Regions from separate parts of the Gossypium hirsutum genome. Here region 2 is linked to region 1. A link is a contact called in public Hi-C data. All regions are on one chromosome and are shown on one strand. The core of a region is the stretch at or near the end of the contact, and the rest is flanking DNA. Distances in the headings are between cores, read along the strand shown.

Region 1 (5,531 bases), core at 2,169-4,668:
TAGTAATGTAATAATAAGTCAAATTAAGTCCTAAAACATTGGTGTGGGAGAATACCTCTTATATTTACCTAAGTTTATTTTGAGTTTTCTTCTCCCAATTAAACTCTGATTAACCTAGAGTTGTTGTAGTAATATATACTACGAATTTCAGAGTCTTAGTTACTCTAGATTTTACACAACAAAAATATTTAGATTGAGAAAATTTTATTCTTTGTTTCGAAGGGTTGTTTTTATTGTGGGGCTTCGGGTTTTTCTTTTAATTCCCTTCATCTTTTGTACACCCCTTTATTATAGTGAAATCTCTTTCTGCCTGTGATTTTTTATCCTCTTTTGAGGAGTTTTTTCACGTAAAATTTGTGTGTTCGACCTTTTTTATTCTTATTTTCTTCAACTTGTTTGTTGTATAATTGGATATATCCCTTACAAACTGGTATTAGAGCTAGTTCGACTTCCGCAAGTAACCCATTCAGAGATGGCATGTAACGACCCGGTTTCCAGTTGTGTCAAAAAAATCGGTTCTGAAATGTCATTTTCATAAAATGTGTTCATAGACATTAATATTTAATATTTATGAGATTAGTATAAAATTATATTAAGTTAGTCTAGTATTTTTTTCTTAATTAATAGTAAATTAAGGTACAAGTGTAATGATACCAAAGTTAGTGGGAGTTAAAAATTATGATTCCGAGATCTCATTTCCATAAACTAAGTCAGTAAATATTATTAAATAATATTCATGAGTTAATTATAATTTTATATTAAATTTTGATCTGATAAATTTGCTAATTGGACAATTAGTAAAAGTATCGTGCATTGGTTCTAAAGTCAGTGGTTTTGGGAATTGAGGTATCGGGACCTCATTTTCATGAACCGGACCCATAATATTTTTATTAAATATTTACAGAATTATATCATAAGTGAATTGAATTTCGACTAGATAATTTCATTGAATTAGTGCTTAATTTAAGTACATGAGCTAAATTATATAAGTGGTAAAAGTGCAATTCATAAAAGAATTATGGTTAGAATTAAATAAAGGGACTAAAGTGACAATTAACCACTAAATCCCATTGAATGGGGAATTAACATGTGCATAAATATATATGCATGGTACCAAAATATTAGTTTCCTGCAAAAGTTGTGATTACATTAGTTTCTCAAAATTCCAACCAAAATCGAATCAAATTTCATCGGATTTTTAATTTTATTTAAATTTTTTATTTCAAGTTCTTTTTGCTAACTTAAACATAAAATAAAATGTTTACTTTTATATTATAAAAAATTAAAATTAAAATTTAATTAAAATAATTATAATTTTTAATTTGCAAACGGGATCACATTAATTAGATCACCGGATACATTTAAGTAATAATCAAATTAAATGCTACTTTTTTTTTTCTTTTTGGATTTTCTTACTTTAGTATTACTTTGAAACACTTTTGAGAATCATTCTTAAGCAAACTATTTTTTTAGAGAAAAATGTTTCTCACACCCCAAAAAAGTAGCTCAAAAGTACTTTTTTGAGAAGCTGAAAAATTTAATTTCTCCGTAGAAGTCTAAACATTATATTCTCCGAATTTGAGCGTAACACTTAGGCTATCCAAATTTGACCGTAACATTTGGGCATTGTTTGATGGATTATTGAAATAATATAGTTAAAAATTAATATTTTTAATGATTTTTTACACATGTTTGGTAAATCAAAATAAAAAAATTTGATAGAATTGTTTTATAAAAAATTTAATTTTATATTATTTATTTTAATATTATATTATAATATAAAAAATTTACATTAATTTTTTTATTTAAAATAAGGTGAATATTTAAAAATTAAGGATAAAATGTAGAATATAATTTTTATAATTTAAAAATATATTTTTCAAACAATCTAGTTATATTCTACAATTAATTTTAAGTAATATATTAAATAAATTTATAACTTAAATTCAGTACTTAATTTTTCAATTTATCAAATAACACCTTGGTGTCAACAAGTACTTAAAACAACATACACCATTTATCATTACACTAATGATAAAGTAACATTATTATTTTTTAGTTTCTAATTTATGCCGATATCAAGCCATGCAAAATTTAAGCTATATTTTTGCTAATGAGACTTTGACAATTGTTGATACAAAGTATAGGAAGAAAGAAAAGTAAGGAGGAGTAAGTAGTAGTTTTAAGGAAGGCGATTCATGTGAAAAGGTCGAGAACCAGAACTAGGACAAGAGGACAATTGCTTGCCATGAAAAAGATTATCCTCATCCAATGTGTGAAAGATGTACATCGTGGGGCCTGTTATGTTATTCATTCAATTAGTACAAGATTGTTATGTCCAACTAGACCTCTTATAGTGTGTTGAGAACGGATGATCTCACCATAGGGTGTTAAGAATGAATAGTCAAGCAATACATAGTTTTAGATGGAGTCAATAGAAAAGTCAACGATATTTCTAGTGTAAATCTCTTTACTTTTCAAATTTAAAAATACAAATTTAATTGTTAATATTATTAAAATTTTTTAATTTAAGTATATTACATTATTTTTTGTAGATGATCAAGTAAGTATTTTTTATTATTTTAAAATGTTAAACTAGCAAATTTAAGAAAAGAATAAAAACATAGTTAATATTGAAATATTAAATTCTTAAAAATATATATATACAAAAGTAAGGTAAGTATGCATATTTTAACCTATTATATTTAATGACCAAAACCGAAACACAATCCCATTGACTATCATATTGGGTGGGCAGTACCACTTTGATCATTTTCCTTAATCAACGGCTTTAAAAATTAAAACTACTTAGCTAAAATTTAGTAGCGTAAACTATTAAAATAGTCATTTTTGTTTATCTCACATTATATTTTAGTCATTAAGCCATTAATTATTGTTAAAAGTGTAACAGTAAGCTGACGCGATACGTTAAATCATCATTTCAAACAAAAAATTTAGGTTAAATAATACAATTGGTCTCTATATTTTTTCGTTTTGAGTAATTTAATTTTTTTCTTTTATGTTCTTTTAACTTTTTCTCTCTTTATTTTTTATTCTCTTTTGCTTCTTCTTTTGTTTTCCTCCCTTCTCCATTTCTTTGAAAGTAGTTTTTCTATATTTTCTATTTGTTAAAATTAGAGGCGAAGAAGAAAAGGAAAATAAAGAAATAAAAAGAAAAAAAGTAAATTATTTTAAAAAAATAAAAGTATAGGGGCTAGTTTTAACATGCCACGTTAGCTTATCGTGTCATTAACGGCTCAGTGACTAAAATGTTACAACACGTTAACATGTAACTAAAACGTAACATTTCAAACATAAGTGACTAAAATGTAATATGAGCTAAATAAAAGTGATATTTTGGTAATTTACCCAATTTATTATGATTATATTATCCCAAAACCATTAACGTATTACACAATTACAAACACTGCCTTCGCCCCTCTCGTTTTGAATCATTAGGAACAACGTACAACAGAACATCCAACACTTTTATATCTTTCTCTTTGTTCCTGTTTTTTTTTTTTGCCAGTCCTGATGACGCGTTTTAATGGCGGCTGAACCTTGAAATATTATGCCTCTTTAGTTTTTCATTCATTCATTCATTCCTTTTCCTTTTCCTTTTTTTTTGTTTTGTTTTTTTTATGTTTGGTTTTGTTTCATAAACTTCAAACCAATAATCCCTACAAATGTTTTTCATCTGCTTTCTCTTCTCTTTCGCTCTCTCTTTCCTGTTCTTTTTATTTTCTTTCTACTATAAGAAAAGGCTCCATAAGCAACAACATCCACAAGACGAACAAGGAAAATCCCAGAATGAACCGGCCCTTTCCAACCCTTCTCTCTCCCATAAAAATGGCCAAACTCGGGAAAACGATTCCACCCATTTTCCCCATTCGCTTCTGCTAGAGATCTTGCCTCCTGATTCTACACAATGGGCTGATTTGTTTACAGGTGAAAGCCATCCCAGGGAAGAAACGAGGCAAGTTGGGTCGGTTGGAGAAGGGGACCTGTTTGAATCTCAAAGCGCGAAGAAGAAAAAGAAAAGAGGAAAGAAGAAGAGATTGGATTCCAAAGGCGAAGAAGAAAATGAGGAAGACAGAAAGAAAAGGGAAGAACCAGGTCAGAGTTGTTCGGGTTCTCGGGTCAAGCCCCAGCTGGTTTGTTTGTACCCTTTTACATCAACGAGTAGTGCAACGCAAAGGAAGATCAAGCAGCAATACGATCAGCTTGTTAAGTGTCATGGAAACAAAGGATTGACATTAGCTCAGGTTTGTTGAAGTTCCACTTTTTTCTTGATGTTCTTTAATCTATTGATTAACTTGACAAGTACTAATAAAGGATACCCTTTTTATAATTTGTATTGAATTATTGTAGTTTAAGATTTTTGCTTTTGAATGTTGCTTTATTGTATGGGTTATCTTGATAGTAAAGAAAGTCCCATTGTTGCTTCTTATTGTAAGATATCTTTAAGTGCTTTTTAGTTCTTTAACTACCTTTTGACTATCTAAAGAATAGTGTAATCAAGTCCTTTCTCATTTCAAGCAATAGTTTAAGTTTGTATTCTTTGATTTCCATCGAGGTTAAGACTTATCCAATTTGAAATTCTTTGAGTTTGTGTTTTTTTTTGTTCAACAAGATGTATGAAGCGAATCTGATACTTTTAGCCTGAATTAGGACACAGAATAATCAATTGAGGTAATAGGACATATTTGGACATGACTTGGAAACAAGGTTTTTCTTTGGCTGTTTAGTTAAGATGACCCCTTAAACCATGTGGATGGCCTCTTCATGGGGATCTGCTCTGTAGAGCTCATCATTTATTGAAGTTTTGTCATTTCAAATGGATTAGATGACGCTCTAAATTAAATTGCAGGTTAGATGAACTAAATCTGTGTATTTCCGAAAAAAAGAACTAGATTGAAGGCAGTCTTGTTTACCTGCATTTGAGATAGTCAGAAATGCTTGTGTTCTCATCTTTCTGGTGCTATAATCATAATATACTTATATGTATACGGAGAGTCAATTCTACAAGTATTCTTTAAAGAAGCTGGGCCTCATATAAAGTTGCTAGTACAAGAAGATCATGGTGAAATTTTCATCTTTTCTTGTATGATATAAAGGATGAGGCTAGTTTAAGGTATCATAGAATAGTATTTAATTGAGGGACTTGAGGATTTTGGTAAAGTTTGGCGGGGCTAGTTTCAAGTTTTTACTGGTAGATTCTGGCGCTTGCTTCTCTGTAGACAATGTGCTGGAAGCATCTAAGGACTTCAAATCAATTGGCAAAATGGATATTATTGTTCTAGAGACTTAGATGAGCTAACTACATAAGTATTTGGTAGAAATTTTTCAGCTACATAAGAAAGTAATTATATTGTTTCTGTTACTTGGAAATCGATCTGAAACGTAAAGTTGGCATAAGGTAGGAATATAGGCTATTTCAATTTTGTATTGAGTTTGTCTGGCACATTTTATGCTGAGAACGAGATTCAATTGTACCAATGTTAATAAGGAATAGTAAAGCTTAAAACTTG
Region 2 (5,531 bases), core at 1,654-4,153, 130 kb before region 1:
AAACCCATAAACCCATACCATGCTTCTTTTTTCACTACCAATTCGACTTCTTGGTATGTTAAAAGAAACAAAGAAGGTAGAAAAACAGAGGGAGAAGTAGAAGAGAATGGAAAAAAAAGAAAGAAAAAGAAAGAAAGTTAAAAGAACATAAAAAAAATTAAATTGCTCAAAACGAAAAATTATGGGGACCAATTGTATAATTTAACTTAAAATTTTTGTTTGAAATGATGATTTAACGTGCCACCTCAGTTTACCATTACACCATTAACGACAATTAATAGCTCAGTGACTAAAATGTTACAACACGATAACGTAAGTGACTAAAATGTAACATTTCAAACATAAGTGACTGAAATGTAACCTAAGGTAAACAAAAGTGACCATGGGTGTAGTTTACCCTATATATATATATCTCTTTTGAAACCAAAAAGTGGCATTGCCTCATTCTTCCAACTTCATGCTGGATGTTAGGCATAGGATTCTGTTTCTTTCCATTTCGCCAACCTAACTTCTTTTTTCCCTTATATTTTGGGGTTTAATTATTTCAAAGATTGGTGAATAAACGTTTTCAAATCCCATTGTCGGAAGGAGAGTTTGGCCCTTATATTTGGCTTCAACTCAAATCCTTCAATCTTGTGCATTACAGCAAGTGTCATCCTCATTGTTCACTCCTGACAACTGCACCCTATCCATGTGCCTTCACCTTTTGCTGTAAAAGCAATGTGAATGAAAATGAAGCCTAATTAGGACCCATCCCTCTTCACCTTTTCAAATTATATAATTTGCCTTCGTTTTTGTCTCTCCAATTATTTAACATTCAATCTTGGTTTGAGAACTAAATTATGATAAATTAAAGTTTAGAACGGCGAAATTTATAAGATAAATTATGTTTATGGTCACTTTTGTTTATTTCAAGTTATATTTTAGTTATTTATATTTGAAATGTTACGTTTACATTTTAGTTACTTACATTATCACGCTGCAATATTTTAGTCACTGAACCGTTAATTACCGTTAACAATAAGCTGAAGTGGCACATTAAATCATCATTTAAAATAAAAATTTTAGGTTAACTTATACAATTAATCCCTATAATTTTTTATTTTGAGCAATTTAAATTTTTTCTTTTTTGTTCTTTTAACTTTCTTTTTTTTTCATTATCTTTTGCTTCTCTCTCTGTTTTCCTATCTTCTCCATTTCTTTTAACATATTAGGAAGTCGAATTGCCAGTAAAAAAAGAAACATTGTATGGATTTATGAGTTTTAATTATAAGCAATAATGGCTTTCGACTTCTTGTTTATTTCTAAGCTGTCAAGTTGACTTCCTACTATGTTAAAAGAAATTAAGAATGTAAAAAAATAAAAGGAGAAATAGAAGAGAATAAAAAACAAAAAAAGTTCAAAGAATATAAAAGAAAAAAAATTAAATTACTTAAAATAAAAAATATAGCGATTAATTATATAATTTAACCTAAAATTTCTATTTAAAATAATGATTTAACGTGTCATGTCAACTTATCATTATACCATTAACTATGATTAGTAATTTAATAACTAAAATATTACGTCACATTAAAGTAGCATTTCAAAAAAATGATTAAAATATAATATTATTGTACTATTCCTGCCTAAAAAATCTGATCAACAGATTCCTTAATCTACCATTCAAAAGTCAAAGCAAACTTTTCATTCAATTACGACTGAGGGGATCAAACAATACCATCTTGAAATGAATTTAACATTTAACAACTTTAAAGAAGAAATTAAATAACCCCCCATTAAATTAAACAAACAATCAATCAATCAATCAAACAGAAAACCAAAAAATTGAGATCATATAGATATGCCAATAATAACTCACCACACATAAAAAGAATTACAAAAGAAAGCCAGAATCATGAAGAAGATGAAGGTCCAGAAATCAAGCCTTCCCCGGATTCTTCATCATACAAATCATCAGTCCTCCGGAAGGAAGCGTGGACCAAAACCACAACCGCACCAATCAAAAGCGACACCAAAATATTGGTGGTGGCATCAGTCAACAGCAGGAACAAGATGGTCAAAACCCCCAACACCACCAGCACCACGCGGTCGTCGATCGTACGGCGGAAAACAACTAGAGGCTCATCCCTCAGGAAATACAAGAACAACCAAGCGGCCATCATAGCTACGAAGACTAAGAGGGAGATGGGGTGCCATAACAGGCTAAGGAAAAGGATGAGAAGCACGATCATGGCGTAGTTCATGCGGAAGTAAGCAACGTTAGTTCTGACCCTGGTAATAGCTTCGGAGAGGTTCCCAGGGAAGTTGATGGAGTGAAAATTGAACATAAGTTTCCATGGACGCCGAGCTCCAAGCCCTTCTTTGATACGTTCCTTGGCTCGAGATAGGTATTCGATGTTCGCCGAGGGTCCTGCCGTCGATGAAGTCGGGATTGTGCCGTAGTTTGTCATGTTTTCTTTTTGGGGTGGGGGGGTTTGAAGTTCAAAGGTTTGACCTTTAGAAGAAAGATCAAGAATTTACTGTGAAGGGAAATACAAAGAGGTTGGGAAAGGCGTGGGGAGCTGGGAAAATAGAGGAATAGAAAATTAAAAGGGATGGGTGCAGGTGGGTTTATAGTATGATTGTGAGGTCTAGATGCGAATGAACGATTTAGATATTTGTGTGAGATCCAGCATTAGCCTTTGATTTACATATAACATTATTTTGGACTTCACACAAAAACTTAATATTCTTTGCCAACAAAATAAATAAAAAATAGCCTAATCTTTAGACTTTGGCATCCATCTTTATCTGTTTGTGTAATGACAAAAAAACCACCATTGGTTTTGCTTCTGTTGAAGCTCATCTTATAAATGTTTCTACACTTGTGTTTTGCAAATAAAAGATCATGAACAATTATAACTTGAATCAGGCATAAAATGAGAGTATATAGAAATCCATCAAAGAGTTATTACAAACCAAATGAGTTCCAAAATAAAACAGAGCTAGAATTTGAAGGTAAAAATTAAACAACCAGACATTTTCATTTCCTTCAATTCTCTCCCCCTTTTGATAAAGATGTCAAAAGCTCCCTTTTACCAAGTGGTATGCCCTAGATCATCGATAAGACTTGCAAACCTCCTCTTCTTCTCTACTAACTTCTGCATATCAGTGTTGATGCTGTTCAATTCAATCTTCACTTAATAAATAACCTTGGCCTTTTGAGTTGCTGCAAAAGGCCATATGTTGGAACATTGGCTTCCTCAGTATCATCTTCTTGGAAATCTTAAATCTTAGGTTCAAGGGATACAACCTCTTCCTTCTTCTTGATAGTTGATAAATAAGAGAAGGAAAAAGGTAGGGATCCAAATACCCTAGGAGGCTTTGCATTTTTAACAATCGGGTTACAAATTATTTCTCCTAGATTTAAGAATGAGTTGATGCTTGATGGTGTCCAATTATGTGAAGGATGGCATATATTACACTCAAATATCTAGGAGACAAAAGGTTACAATAGAACTGCTGTATATCTCCTTGACAAAAGATTTCGCATATGAGATTGACGTCATAAGGTTTTGAGCATTCAAGTGATTTAGAAGACTAACCTTTTCAAAACCTACATAATCTATGTTTCTCTCTTTAACAAAGCTTTCCTAGAGATAGTTTTTCATCTTTTTCGTAGCATATTATTCCAAAAACGAGAGGCCTTGGTGGTTTTACCTGGATAGTATTAAACTCAAATTTTGATCTTGCTCCTTTTTCCTTTTTGATCCAGTGACTGGTTCAGTGGATTCCATGGGCTATTTTCTTTTCCTTTTTGCTTCTCTATGCTTAGCAGCCAAAGGTACTTCAAGTTCAATGGCCTTAACATCAGCCATTAGTTCATTGTGCTTAGAAACATCTTCTGTTCTGTTTTCTGTCGCATCAGTTGTTTCAACATGAGTTTCGATAGCTTGTTAACCAATCGAAACTGCATGCTCTCCAGTCCCTTGATTTTCTTCTTGTACCAAGACATCAATCACTCTCTCAATCTCTATCCTGATTATTAATGTTAAGATCAATATTTAAATCTTCTAAAACTTTAGAAGTTACCTCTTGAGCATCTTGGAAATCCTCTTCTTTTGCAATCAAATTAGTTATTGTCTTCTCTAGTTCCTCTCTTTCCAATGGTTCCAAGGGCTTCCAAAGTGGGGTTTGTGCACCATGTTTGAAACCCTTGGTGACAAGTTGTCAAAAGAATGCTTGGACCTCTCTTAGTTCTGACGGAGGGTCTGGTAAATCATCAAGGATGACATCAACTCTAACTGTTGCAGTAATGGATGCAACATCTTCAACTGAAATTAGCATTGTCACCATTCTTGCTGCTACTCCTTTTCTTATTCTTTGAGATCTTTGAGAAGATTGTTTTCTCTTCTGGTTTTTGCCATTTAGGTGAAAAAATTGTAGAGAATGAAGTATACCAGAGGCAAAAAAGAAGAGAATTTTCTGATTTTAGAGCTTCAAGGGAAACCTTCTTTTAGTAAATGCTCAGATGAAAATAAGGTAGCTGCCAAGTAAACGACGACTCCATTCTTGTGTCATGCCTAGGACTGCTAATAGACTAACTCACCCAGCCCCAATGGTAACTAAAAAAGTTAGATAACTAAAAAAGTTAGAGAATTTGGATAAAAATATAAGTCCGAAAAATAGACTTGAACAAAAAATAAGACTAATTTAAAAATTGAGTTGAGCCTCGAGTAAGACCTTTTAGGCTTGAGTTTGACCCGACCCGACCCAAATTCACAAAAATACAAAAAAGAATTGCTATTTTTTGTTGTTTTAATTTATTTTCTTGTTATTTTTTTTCTATTTTGTTACCACCTGTTTTATTGTTAATTTTGATATTATTAAGGGACATCTATTTTAGTTTTATTTAAGTATACATAATTTTTAAAATTAATTTTCAATTTGTTGAGAAATATTTATTTTAATATTTTTAGTATTTTTGATGTATTATATATTTAAAATTATATTTATTTTGTTATTATTTTAGAGGCATGACTCATTTGGTTGTTTATATTAAATTTATAATATTTTTATAAAATTAATTTTTATTTAAAAATTTTAATTAACTTCTTCAAAAATTAAACATATACAAAATATTTAAAAATAATTAACTAATTTAAAATCAATTATATTAATATTATTTAATTTTAAAATATTTAATATTAAAATAATACAAAATTTCTAGGTTTACTATTAATATTAATATATTATAATTTAAATAATATTATTAATAATTTCTTACAACTATTTATTTTATATATTGTTAAATTAATTTGTTTTAAGGTCAAAATTTTTAATATTCGATTATGTGTAATTTTATATTTATCATTACTCTACTTTGATCAATGAATGTGATTAACTATTATTATATTTGAAAAATATAAATATAAGTTGATAAATATTATTAATATGTGTTTTTTTTAAATTATATTTTAAGCTTAACAATTTAATATTCATTAATTCTAATATAATAACATTAAAAGTTAATTCAATTAAGTAAATCT

Evidence for each region. Hi-C and Micro-C count contacts between places; a contact is called where the count stands out from the background.
Region 2: a Hi-C map of leaf shows a contact between it and region 1, with 2.7 times the contacts expected there. The contact joins the promoter of LOC107950670 here to the promoter of LOC121215356 in region 1. A contact is called at or near these places in 4 of 34 Hi-C or Micro-C datasets (hypocotyl, leaf and petal).

The regions. Positions count from the first base shown.
Region 1 is chrD03:10,636,608-10,642,138 of Gossypium_hirsutum_v2.1, reverse strand. LOC121215356 reads left to right here and starts at 3,418. Exons shown (of 7, transcript XM_041089740.1): 1 at 3,418-4,265. The coding sequence starts at 3,687.
Region 2 is chrD03:10,766,659-10,772,189 of Gossypium_hirsutum_v2.1, reverse strand. It overlaps LOC107950670 (PRA1 family protein F3), which reads right to left and starts at 2,903. Exons shown (of 1, transcript XM_016885557.2): 1 at 1,660-2,903. The coding sequence starts at 2,453. The coding sequence ends at 1,896.